Regions from separate parts of the Rattus norvegicus genome. Here region 1 is linked to region 2. The links are chromatin contacts, called in public Hi-C maps. All regions are on one chromosome and are shown on one strand. Each heading gives the region's core, a stretch centred on a gene start, on an enhancer-like site or on the middle of the called end of the contact. The rest is flanking DNA. Distances are from core to core; before and after follow the strand shown. Region 1 overlaps Lonp2 (lon peptidase 2, peroxisomal). Region 2 has its middle 12 kb from the start of N4bp1.

Region 1 (5,801 bases), core at 2,482-4,981, 260 kb before region 2:
TGCTGCTGTTCCACTCACTGCTGATCATTCCCTTGCATGCAGACAGCCCTTGAAACCTCTCAGAACCAACATCTGCTCTCTGCCTGGTGAGGCAAGGCTACAAAAGAAACCAGTAGAGAGCTGAGGAAGGCTTGCCAGCTCCGTGAGGGAGAGGCTCCTCTTTCAGTGGTGTAAACATGCTTACATCTGCTGTAATTACATAAGGACTCTGACTCAAACGTGACAACACAGCCTCTGGCTTTTGCCCCCAGTAATACAGGCCTGGACTGAGTTACACCATTTAGTCCATGTGGGGCAGGAGCAGACCAGGGTAATGGAGTCTTGGTATAAGTACCGTGTACCTCAGGTCTACTTACTGTAGTTAATATCATATCATTGCTTTTAAAAACAGGAGATTTGTATCTTTCTCCCTCGACCAGAACTGTGTGACTTGCAATTCTTCCAATGTCGTGGGCAACTTGCAGTTACTTAGAATCAAGTAGAAAATTAGAATAAGCCTAACACCTTTTTTAAAAAAGATTTATTTATTTTATGTATGTGAGCACACTGTAGCTGTCCTCAGACACACCAGAAGAGGGCATCAGATCCCATTACAGATGGCTGTGAGCCACCATGTGGTTGCTGGGAAAATTGAACTCAGGACCTCTGGAAGAGCAGTTCTTTTAACCGCTGAGCCATCTCTGCAGGCCGAACCCAACACCTTGTTGACATATGTTCTGCTTTACATACATGCACAGAGCTGCCTTCCTGTGCTGGTAAGGGCTAAGGACTTCCTCTCGGTCCTGTCTGCTCTTGGTCCTCACAGCTGTTACTTTGCTCTCTGCAGGCGCACCTATGTGGGCAGCATGCCCGGCCGCATCATCAATGGCTTGAAGACTGTGGGGGTTAACAACCCAGTGTTCCTTTTGGATGAGGTTGACAAGCTAGGGAAGAGCCTGCAGGGGGATCCTGCAGCCGCACTGCTCGAGGTAAGGCCTAGAAAACGCCCATGAAATCATACGTGAGTATGAGTGAGCATAGGCCATATCTAAGTCATGTACAGATTGAAATCAGTAGAGCACAGACTGAAGTCTGGAGCTAGTTACATCTACATAAAAATCACAGACGTCTTCCTCTTTGTGATGTCTTTTTAATTTTTATGAAGTAAAATAAAATTTTAGACATGGCTTGTTCTTCACACAGTAGTAGTGAAGTCTGCTGCAGAAAGAAAGTATAAAGTCCCAGGGCCCGGCCCGCTCCTGTGCTTTAGCCTCCAGAAGGCTTTGTTAATTTGCTCCATTTTCTAAACAGCTTGACTTAGCCAGGCACAGTGGCACATGCCTGGAGTTCTTGCTAGTCAGGAGACTGAATTCAGTGCCAGACTGGGCTACATAGCAAGATCCTGACGAGAAAAGGTGAAGCAGTGGCTGGGAAGGAGCAGAAGAGGGAGTTCAAGGCTGCAGAACAGAACTGCTGTATCTGTACAAACTCTGCTAAAGGAAACTGAGGCTTTCTCCTTCACTTTTTTGATTCCATGTCTTCCTTTATAAATTGTTACCTCTTTTTTTAGTTACCTTATTATTGGTTGTTAACATTTACAGATTAGGGCTGGAGAGATGGCTCAGAGGCTAAGAGCACTGACTGCTCTTCCAGAGGTCCTGAGTTCAAATCCCAGCAACCACATGGTGGCTCACAGCCATCTGTAATGAGATCTGATGCCCTCTTCTGGTGTGTCTGAAGACAGCTACAGTGTACTTATATATAATATAAATAAGTAAATAAATCTTTTAAAAAATAGATTTAAAACAATTATAGATTATATGGTCCCTTTTCAGAGCTGAGCCGGGCAGGAGGTCCTGTTCTTTTTGTTTTCTTATGCCTGCTTTTAAAAACGAATGTCTCTCTTCTGTGTACTTCACCGTTTGTCTTCTGTTCTCAGGACCAGCAGGCACTCAAGTGATGTAGGTTTTATCATTGTGAGTTTTCAGGTTGGAACCAGTTTTCTACTGTGGTACCTGAAGCTTCCCCGTGTTGTTCTTCACCTCTCACCATGTTGACTTCCCTGCTTCCCTATTCTGTGATCTGGTTTACCTCACTCTGTGCTATTAATTCAAAAGGAATGTCTAGAGAAAGCTTATCTTGGTGGTATTTTATAAATGCACATTTTAAAGCATCTTCATGTTGTCTCAGGCTTCGTTGATAATCTAACTGGGCGTGGAGTTCTTGTTGGAAATAATTTCTCTGTAGGGTTTTCCTTTGCCCCAGTGACTTCCTGGTTTCTAGTGTTGCCCTTGGTAAATCACTATGTTTATGTCCTGCTTTACTCTGAAAACTTCAGTGATGGTCCCTAAGAGACTTTACAAATGGCAGGGAAAACAATCAGGGTGATGTAGGAGTGAAGTTGGGATCAGCCCAATTTAAATTACTGGTGCTGGGTTAAGACTTTGAGAGTCTCACCTCAGCTCATACATTTTTGCCATATTTAAACATAGCACAATTTTGCTGAAAATTTTTCAGATAGCAATTAACTGAGCCTGGTGAGTAAAACAAGGCTTAAGATATGTTTACCTTGATTCTCTTTACCCAGTACAAATGGCTTCATCTATAAGAGGAGTTCTTGTTGACTTAGAAACAATGCTTAAGATACGGATCTAGAGGGGCTGGGGATTTAGCTCAGTGGTAGAGCGCTTACCTAGGAAGCGCAAGGCCCTGGGTTCGGTCCCCAGCTCCGAAAAAAAGAACCAAAAAAAAAAAAAGATACGGATCTAGAGCATTGCTTTTCAACTCTCCTAATGCTGACCCTTTTACAGTTCTTCGTGTTATGGTACTCCCAACCATAAAATTATTTTCATTGCTACTTCATAACTGTAATTTTGCTAGTTATGAATCCTAATGTAAATGTCTATGTTTTCCAATGCTCTTCAGCAACCCCTGTGAAAGGATTATTCAGCCCTTAAAGGGCTTGATGAGACCCACAGGTTAAGAACCACTGGTCTAGGGAGAATCAGTGGTCTAGGGAGAGTCAGTGGTCTAGGGAGAGTCAGTGGTCTAGGGAGAATCACTGGGCTAGGGAGAATCACTAAGGCAATTATAATCCCTGTATGAGTCAGGGTTTAGACATCACACAGGCTCTCTTACAAGGATGAGTCTTATGGCCTAGAAGTACTCAAGGTTGTAGAGGAAAGGGGTCTGGAATAAGTAAGACATAAATTCTGGGAGACACAGGCAGAGCCTGACCCATCAGACAACAAAGGATCACCAGGTTGTAGAACTTCATCCACTCCCACCATTCCAGGTGGGAGTCAGGTTAAACGTGTCTTTTTTTGAAGGATGCCTGCAAGTTTAACTTCCTGGCCTCTCCAGTGCTTATCTGCATGCACAAGCATGTTTTTGCCCTCTACAAAAACTTAGAGTCATCTCCTGATCTCAGTTTTCAGCTTTATACAATATAATATATATTTTATATAATGTATACTTATGTTTACATATAATAACCTACCTGTTGTGGGTCTGTTCTCAGACATTTTTACTGATTCTTTAAAGAATCTTCAAGATTTTCTCTTTTTTTCATTGTGAAAGATTTTTAGAAATGTTTTTGGTAGTCATTTTTTGCTCCTCTTTGTTAGAATTCAACATTTTATTTCTATTTTGTATATATGAAATTTTGTGGCACATATTTATACATATACTGTGTTTGTGTCTGGTGTCCAGAAGAGGGCACTGGATGCCCGTGACTTGCGTTAGATGGTTGTGAGCCACTGAGTGGCCGCTGGGAGGGATCGGGGTTGTCTGCAAGGGCAGCAAGTGCCCTAAGCACTGAGCCGTCCCCGCCCCCGCCACGGTGAGCATTAGTGTCATGTCTTCCCGTTCCTGTACTTCAGGTGTTCCTGTACTTCAGGTGTTCCTGTACTTCAGGTGTTCCTGTACTTCAGGTGTTCCTGTACTTCAGTCCTTTATTTTTCTGTTCTGCTTCCTGCAAGAACCTCTTCTGCTTTATCTTTTAAAAAAGAAAATTTCATGTTAGTCATTTCATAACGTCTCTACATATTCTTTCCTAGCATCCTGCTTTTGATACATAGAGGTAGTGTAAAAAGGGTATTGATACTTTTTCTTAAAAAAAATAATTTCCCTTCTCTTTAAACCACTTGTTGTCTGTATCTTGTATTCGAGTCTTTCATGGGACTTCTTGCCCATTTTCTGTTGTGTATTTGTATTTAATAGCAAAGAAGGAAAGTGCTGATTTTTAAGCTGTGAACCCAGAGCTGGAATGTGTTGACGACGCTCACAGCAGGGCCTTTAGCAAGCAAATCTCCATGTTGGAGATTCCTTAATCTCCTTAAGAGGTTTTGTTTACGTGTATGTGGGCATGCTCACACGTGTGGGGGCCCCTTGGAGGCTAGAAGAGGGCATTGCTTCCCACAGAGCTGGAGTTACAGGCAATTATGAACTGTTTGACATGGATACTAAGAATCAAACTGCAGTCCGTTGCCTGACCAGCACTGCAGTTCTTAACCACTGAGCCATCTTTCCAGCCCCCAGTGAGGTCTTTTAATGGAAATTCAGTAACCGCTAAATTCCAGTAGTGGGCGGGTTAAATTAAAATGTAAAAAAGAACTGCTAAGAAAACGACTAAGGGCTGTGGTAGAGTTGTACACATCACGTGGCAGCTGTGCACAATATGGATAATAAGGAAAGAAACAAAGTTAGAGAAAGTCAGAGCTGGGTGGGGGCTGAGGACCAGGAAAAGGCACTTGGGATCGCTTGACCTTGAAGGCCAGCACTAGGAAAAAGCAGGAGGTCTAGGGTGGGACTGATTCACCATCTATGTGTGTACATTTTCCAGAGCCGTGGAAGAACAGAACACACTCTTCTCGGCTGGGCCCAGTGTCTTGTCTCATCTCTCTCTTAAATTTTGAGACAGGGTTTTTCTGTGTAGACTGGACTGGCTGCAAACTCACAGCGATCCTCTTGCCTCAGCCTCCTGAGTGCTAGGATTGAAGTCCTCAAATACGGAAACAGACAGGGAGCTGTAGACAGTTAAACCACACTGGCTGATGGCTTCACCACTCTCTTCAGTTGTGCTGGAAACTAATTAGACACTGGGAGGAAGAGAAAACCCAGCCCCGAAAGCAGTGTCCATCTACATTTCTTCTTGAGCACACATGGAACACTCTCCTGGACAGGACAGATGCTGCACTGTGAATCAAGCTACAGTAAAGTAGAAAGGATAAACGCGCACTGTGTTCTCCTATAACATCACAGCAACTAGACGTCAGTGTGGACATTGGAGGAAGTCACAAACACATGGAAATTCACACACTCATGGGTAGTCAGCGGGCCACAGAAGATAGAAGAAAATTAGGAAATCATCTGACATGAGTAAATGAGAAGAAGACAGCAAAGTGAGTGCGTTCTACTAGAGGATAGTAGACTGTTCACAACACTGCTCAGAACCCGTACCTTACTAAGATACCAGTGTTTGTTATCCTAGAATATTGCCTATACTGTTTCTTAAATTTGGTGCTTATTAGAGTCCACTTTTACAAATATTTAAATTTTGGAAAAGTAGTATTTTGAGATCCTCTAGCTAACTTACGGATCCTAACAAAGCTACAGGAAGCTAGATGCAGGTGTGTGCATGATGCTGTCCACAGGATACTTCTGTACTGGAGGAGTGGCCTGTCACTGAGCTCACTGATCCTCCACTGGCTTCCTCAAAGGAATCTTGCTACTGGCAAACACCCTATGGCTCTTGTTAGACCTCTAGCCACTTTATGCCTGGGACCTGACCTTGTGTTCTCCCAGTGGTATCTTTAGGGAAA
Region 2 (6,348 bases), core at 2,153-4,652:
AGAAGGCACCAGATCCCATTACAGATGGTTGTGAGCCACCATGTGGTTGCTGGGAATTGAACTCAGGTCCTCTGGAAGAGCAGGCAGTGCTCTTAACCGCTGAGCCATCTCTCCAGCCCCTTAAATTCTTTTATTAACAAGACTAACCCAACCTTCTCACCCCGCCCCCACAAAGAGACCCAGATTTCCCATAACACGTGGTACCCTAGGTGAGACTCTCAAAAATTCCTGGGCCTTGAACATGCTGGGTAGGCACATTATCCCTGTTTTACACCTCTAGGCCTCTTTGGCATTTTTATTAACCATATTGTTGGAGCTACGATGTCTCATGACTGACAGGAGCAGCTTATAAAAATCATTCAACATAGGCGGAGAAGCAGATGCTGGGGCAAGTGTCCCACAGGGATTGCCTACAGTTTCTAGAGACCTCTACCTCACAACACTTTTCCAGCATTCTCTCTAGCAGTGTCTCAGTCGTAGCACTGTTGACTTGAACCCGCTAATACTGTTGTGTGTGTGCCCACCCCGTGAATTGTAGCGTGTTTTGCAGTAATCTTGCTCTGCTCTACCAAGTTTCAGCAATTCCCCGCCCCGCAATGTGACAAAGATAAAAAAAAAAAAAAAAAGTCCCCAGACAATGCCTGGTGGAAGGACTGTCTGCTACACCAAAGTGTCACCAAGTTCAGGAGTCCAACTAAGAGTGTTCACCAAGTGCCACCACTGCCTGGCACTGACATTGTTGGCATTTGACCTTCCTTCTTAAGAGGTGGCAGGAAGGTTGATGGGACTCCTGCCTGAGTATCCAACCATCCCTCTCAGTAAGTAATATGCAGTTCCACTTAAACTGGATGTGGCCTCAGTATATCTGGGAGGGGCTGGAATATATACAAAGGGAAGGATGAGGGGAGGGGACTCCCTCTATGTAGCTGTGGGGAAGCCATCATTCTTGCTGGGTACAGACTTTCCAGGGTGGCTGTGTTGAGGTCACCTATGCTTCTGTCTGTAACCTTCCATCCCCTGCTCTTGTAAATAAGCTTAATAAACTCATTGTTTGCCCCGAGTGAACTGTGATAGTATTGTTCCTTGGTTTGTTATGAGCCTTTAAGTGGAAGTTACACTGTGTTTATATCTACCCCAGGAAGGAATTTTAGCAACATTTCCTGATGTGGAATTTTTCCCTAGTTGGGATTTTGCCAGTCTATTGAGTTTAAAGAAAGAGACATGGCTTGGATCAAACTAGTGATGATTTAGAATCTTTCTTCCACATGCACAGACCCAGATATAGACATGGACAGACAGAAACACACACAGGATGCATTGTGCACCTCCTCTAATGAATTGTAACCATGCTGGCAAAAATTAATATATTCTAAAGAGACTTCTGTGTCCCTCATCTGACTATCAAATCATTAAAACAATGGTCCCTAAGAAACTAGAACTCCCTAGTGGTTTGAGTAAAAAATGCTCTCCGTAGGCTCAAATATTTGAATGCTCAGTCACTGGGGAGGGGCACTATTTGCAAGGGTTATATAGGAGCTGTGGCCTTGTTGGAAGAATGTGTCATTGGTCAAAAGCCCATGCCAGGCCTAGGTTCTCTATGTCTGCCTATGGATCACAGTGTAGCTCTTAGCTGCTGTTCTAGCACCTGCCTGCATGCACCATGCTCCCCACCATGCTGATGATGGAATAAACCTCCAAAACTATAAGCAACGCCCCCCAATGAAATGGTTTCTTTCATCAGAGTTGCTTTGGTCATGGTTTTGCTTCACAGTAACAGAACAGTGAATAGGACAACTTCTCTTCTCAATTTTAAAGAATTATGTTTTCAAAGACGAAATTCAGAACTTTTATTGACCAAAGATTGACCAAAGAAATTAAACAGGGAAACAGTATAAGAGAGAGAGAGAGAGATACACAGGCTACAAAGGCCACCCATATATTGGAGAAAGCCCCAACACACACACACACACACACACACACACACACACACACACACACACACACACACACACACACAGAGGGAGGGGGGTGCCCAGGACAGGGGGAGAGGGAAAGAATATAAGAGCACAGAATGGTGGGGTCTTGAGCCAAAACCTTGGTACACATGACTGATGGTTCTGGCTATTAGTTGGGAGTTTTGTGCTGTCAACTATGGGTCTTGGTCCCCTTCTACATGGTTGCTTAGGCTTCCCCTTGGTATGGTAGTATAATTTATTAGCCCTTTCGTCATCTTATAGTAGAGAGTACTCGGACCAAGAATCCATGGCAACTAACTGAGTGGTGTTCACTAGGTCTGTGGCAATAGTCGAGCTGATAACACTCCCTGGTAGTGTAACAGGACTGTCTGGCAGAATGAGTCTATTCTAACGAGATGCCCGTGTGCCACTAAGCAAGGCCTCAAAGTCATCTTTTTTTTTTTTTTTTTTTTTAAGATAAACTTTTTTTTTTTTCCGGAGCTGGGGACAGAACCCAGGGCCTTGCCGTTGCTAGGTAAGCGCTCTACCACTGAGCTAAATCCCCAACCCCTCAAAGTCATTGTTAACTGATTTTTCCCTCTGCCCCTATGTAAGACCTCTTTTTTTGCCTTTGCCACCCAGGATTTAGAGAAGGCCTAACTGTAAGCAGTTCACTGGAATCATCAACTTCACGGCACAGAAACTCCTCCCCCTCTTCTGCGACCCATAGGAGGGGATCCCACTCTGCCTCATGGGCAAACATGGTCCAACGCAGTTTGGTCATACATGGACTTATCCCGCTCTTCTAGCTAGCATTTCCATGACTCCTTTTATGAATGAATGCTAAGTAGCACAGGGCATCCGTTAGCTAAACCTGCTGCTCTCTCATGGTAGAGGATATCCACTGCACTTTTCTTTGGAGACCTTTAATTTAAGAGTAGGGACTTTTGTCTTGTGGTGGTAGGGCCTATAACTCTCTGAGCTCATATCCTTGCTGTGGCCAGAGTTCTTAAAGATCTTTTACTTAAAAATGATGATGACAATGACAACAACACCCCTCCCCCCCCCCCAAAAAAAAACCCCAAAACCAAAAACCCTTAACCCAAATGTATAATACATTGAGAGACTGACACAAGCCCCAGACAGGGACCACGTGTCTACCTGGTAAAGGTAGAGGGTGTGAAAAAGTGATAAAGTAGCTTTGTGAATCAGAGAGAGAAATGACAGGCATATATAGATACCCTCCACCTACTTCTATTTCTAGAACCCTTCCATGAGCTGAGTGCAGAAGATTTTATGTGCAGGTTTCCCACAGTGGGGAGGCTAAGTTTGCCATCCTTAATGACTCAGTAGCTTTGCTCCTGCCCACCCCTAGAGAGCTCAGTCTTCCCAGGAGAGGAGGGTGTGTCAGGAGAGGGGAAGGGCCACTAGAGGCACAATGCTAACTATGGGGACCGGAGAGGAAGGTTACTCATCACAGCAGAAAGGGTTCAAACAGTCAGTACTGCGGAGATTACCCTGGGCCCTCCTCCCAGTACCCTGTGTACTCACTTTATTTTATGTTCAAACAAATGAGTTTTCAGGCTGGGCCTTGCCCATTTGACAAGTAAACCTTTAACTCCGTTTTGAGGGTGGACCCACGAACAGTGTTGTCTGGCACCACTCACACAGCCTAGACTGATAAATGACTTCTGAGCAGAGAGGGTGCCACCTTACAGTTATCAGGGTGAGTTAAGATTGCAGGGCACACAGGCTGGGATCAAGTCGCCTCAGGGAAACCAAGCCTGTGACCTTATCAGACACCAGCCAGAGGACAGTGTAACTCTCACCTGAACCCTGTCATCTGATAACAGTTGTGTGTCAGGGACTGAAGGGTAGAAAACCATCACTGAGGCCTCACCTCAGTCTGGTCCCTGCTGGTTTTGTTGTCTTCTGCAATCACAATCGTCACCTGCTCAACTACCTGCTTGGTCATTTGGACACAGACCTGGGGTTCCCACTGAAGTATAGCCTCTGTCTCTGCAGCTGACGCCATCTTCACTGTTAAGCCTGCCTCTCCTGCAGCCTGAATCCAAAGGAACGGTTTCTTCCTTCTGGCTTGTTTGCATTTGCTGTCTTATCAACACAGACTCTATTTACATTTCTATCAGCCCTCCTCTGAAACTGTTGAATTTTGCAGTCCATACTCTGCCATTGCAGGAGAACTATTGTCTTGGGAGGGGGGAGTGGTCCTCAACTGTAGGCATCTAGAGTGTGTGTGTGTGTGTGTGTGTGTGTGTGTGTGTGTGTAGTTTTTATTCATTCTCCAAACCACATAAACACATAGAAAGGCAAGCAGATGTATTTACTGTGTGCTGTGTGCAGTGAAAGCTAACATTAGGAATTAAGCATTCACCTGGACAGCTTACTAACGCAGGTGTAAGTATCTGCCGTTCAAAACACTGTTCCTTGTGAATTTATTGTTAACTAGCAAATTCCGACTTTATGGAAAGACACAAACATACTCACCTGCTTCTGGCTTTTCTTGTTCAGGAAAGGGACCTTCATGGTAGACAGGATAGACGTCCGGAGAGGACGTGAGGCAGAGCAGGTGGGGTCATGATGGCCTCACTGTGCCTGAAGAGCAAGAGGTCTGTACCTGCAGTTGGGTGAGGGAGGAAGGAGAGCAGGGGGCTATTGAGAGGTGGGCAGAGACCAGAGCTGTATGCCTTGGATGCAGTCCTGGGTGGTGGACACAGTTACTGATAACTCTCTAAATCATGGGAGTCTGCAAGGGCCAATGTTCTTGTAGACATTCTTGTTTGGAGCGGCTAGCGGTCAGAAACCTTTCTTTGTTTCTTTGTAGCTTTCTGCCTTTCTTTTCTTTGTTTCTTTGTATCTTTGTTACTTTCTTATCAAAGGCAGTTAACTTTTCCTTTCGCTTTGTACCAGTTAAGGGGACACAGCAGACTGTGATGTCTGACTCCGATCAATGAAATGAGACAGTCACCAACCCTGGCAAGAATAAAAAAAAAATAGCCATTTTAGTGAGAGAGTTCACTAGTCTAGTTGGAGTTCTAGTGCACCCTTTTTGCAAGAAGAGAAATTGCCTTGTTAAAATTGGTTTTACTTTGCTCCTGTGTTCCTCTGTGTGACACCAAGATGACTGATCTTCAACACAGATTTCAAAATGACAGCGCTGTAGTTTACAACATTCGTGTTTTGGTGGTTTTTTTTTGTTTATTTTGCTATAGTTTTGTTTTGTTTTTGTTTTTTAAGACACAGTCTCATTATGTAGCTCTAGCTGGCTTGGAACTTGCTATGTAGACCAGACTGACTTCAGACTCACAGAAATCCACCCTTGAGTGGTGGAATTAAAATTGTACACCACCACGCCTGGCTTAAAGATTTGTTTTTGAGACAGTTTCACTCTGTAATTCAGACTAGTTTGGAACTCACTACATAGCTCAGGCTAGCATTAACTTCAGGACAATCCTCCTGCCTTAGCTTCTTAAACACTGGCATTACCTGCTATGAAGTCCATTTGATAAATTTGACTTTGCAGAGGAAGGCGTGTCTAGCTGAGGACAAAGGGCTGCTGTCACATAGATGAGGCTTCTGGAGTGACACACTATGAACTGTAGTCAGCCCAACACCTTGCTGGTCACAGATGGCTTTAGAACTCAGAAAATAGCCAGCCAAGGGATACCTGCATTTGTGACTTTGATGTAGGCTACTGAATTAGTCGGGGTTCTCTAGAGGAAGAGAAGTGATAGAATGAGTCTCTCTATAGAAAAAAGGGACTGAGAATGGCTTGTGGCTGTGCGCTAGCTAATCTAACAACAGCTGACATCCAACAGAAAGTCTAAGAATCCTGTAGTCATTCAGTCCAGGAGCCTGATGTCTCAGCTGGTCTTCGGTATGCACTGGAATCCTGAAGAAGTAGACTTTAATGTCAGCAAGCGAATGGACTTACTAGCAAGGCAAGAACAAACAGGCAAAGATCAAAAGGTTCCTCTTTCCATGTCCTCTACATCAGCTGCCAGAAGAAAGTTTGGTCCAGGTTTAAAATGGTTCCTCAACAATGGCAACCAACCAGAGCTTCCAGGGACTAAGCCACTACCCAAAGACTATACATGGACTGACCCTGGGCTCCAACCTCATAGATAGCAATGAATATCCTAGTAAGAGCACCAGTGGAAGGGGAAGCCCTTGGTCCTGCTAAGACTGAACCCCAGTGAACTAGATTGTTGGGGGGAGGGTGGTAATGGGTGGAGGATGGGGAGGGGAACACCCATATAGGAGGGGAGGCGGAGGGGTTAGGGGGATGTTGGCCCGGAAACCGGGAAAGAGAATAACAATCGAAATGTAAATAAGAAATACTCAAGTTAATAAAGATTAAAAACAAAAAACA

What was found. A called contact is a pair of places that touch in the nucleus more often than the background predicts.
Region 1: a contact with region 2 is called in a Hi-C map of Schwann cells, with 7 times the contacts expected there. The contact joins two enhancer-like sites. A contact is called at or near these places in 2 of 12 Hi-C or Micro-C datasets (Schwann cells and prefrontal cortex).

The regions. Positions count from the first base shown.
Region 1 is chr19:36,641,216-36,647,016 of GRCr8, reverse strand. Lonp2 (lon peptidase 2, peroxisomal) reads left to right here. Exons shown (of 15, transcript NM_001399196.1): 8 at 827-968. Among named protein-coding and RNA genes, the nearest start is that of Lonp2, 28 kb to the left of the region's middle. Within about 2 kb of position 3,731, at least 2 of the 93 cell types and tissues checked have an H3K27ac peak or open chromatin away from gene starts, as enhancers often do. A contact at or near this core is called in Schwann cells, where this site is marked.
Region 2 is chr19:36,380,790-36,387,137 of GRCr8, reverse strand. No RefSeq gene overlaps it. Among named protein-coding and RNA genes, the nearest start is that of N4bp1, 12 kb to the left of the region's middle. Within about 2 kb of position 3,402, at least 12 of the 93 cell types and tissues checked have an H3K27ac peak or open chromatin away from gene starts, as enhancers often do. A contact at or near this core is called in Schwann cells, where this site is marked.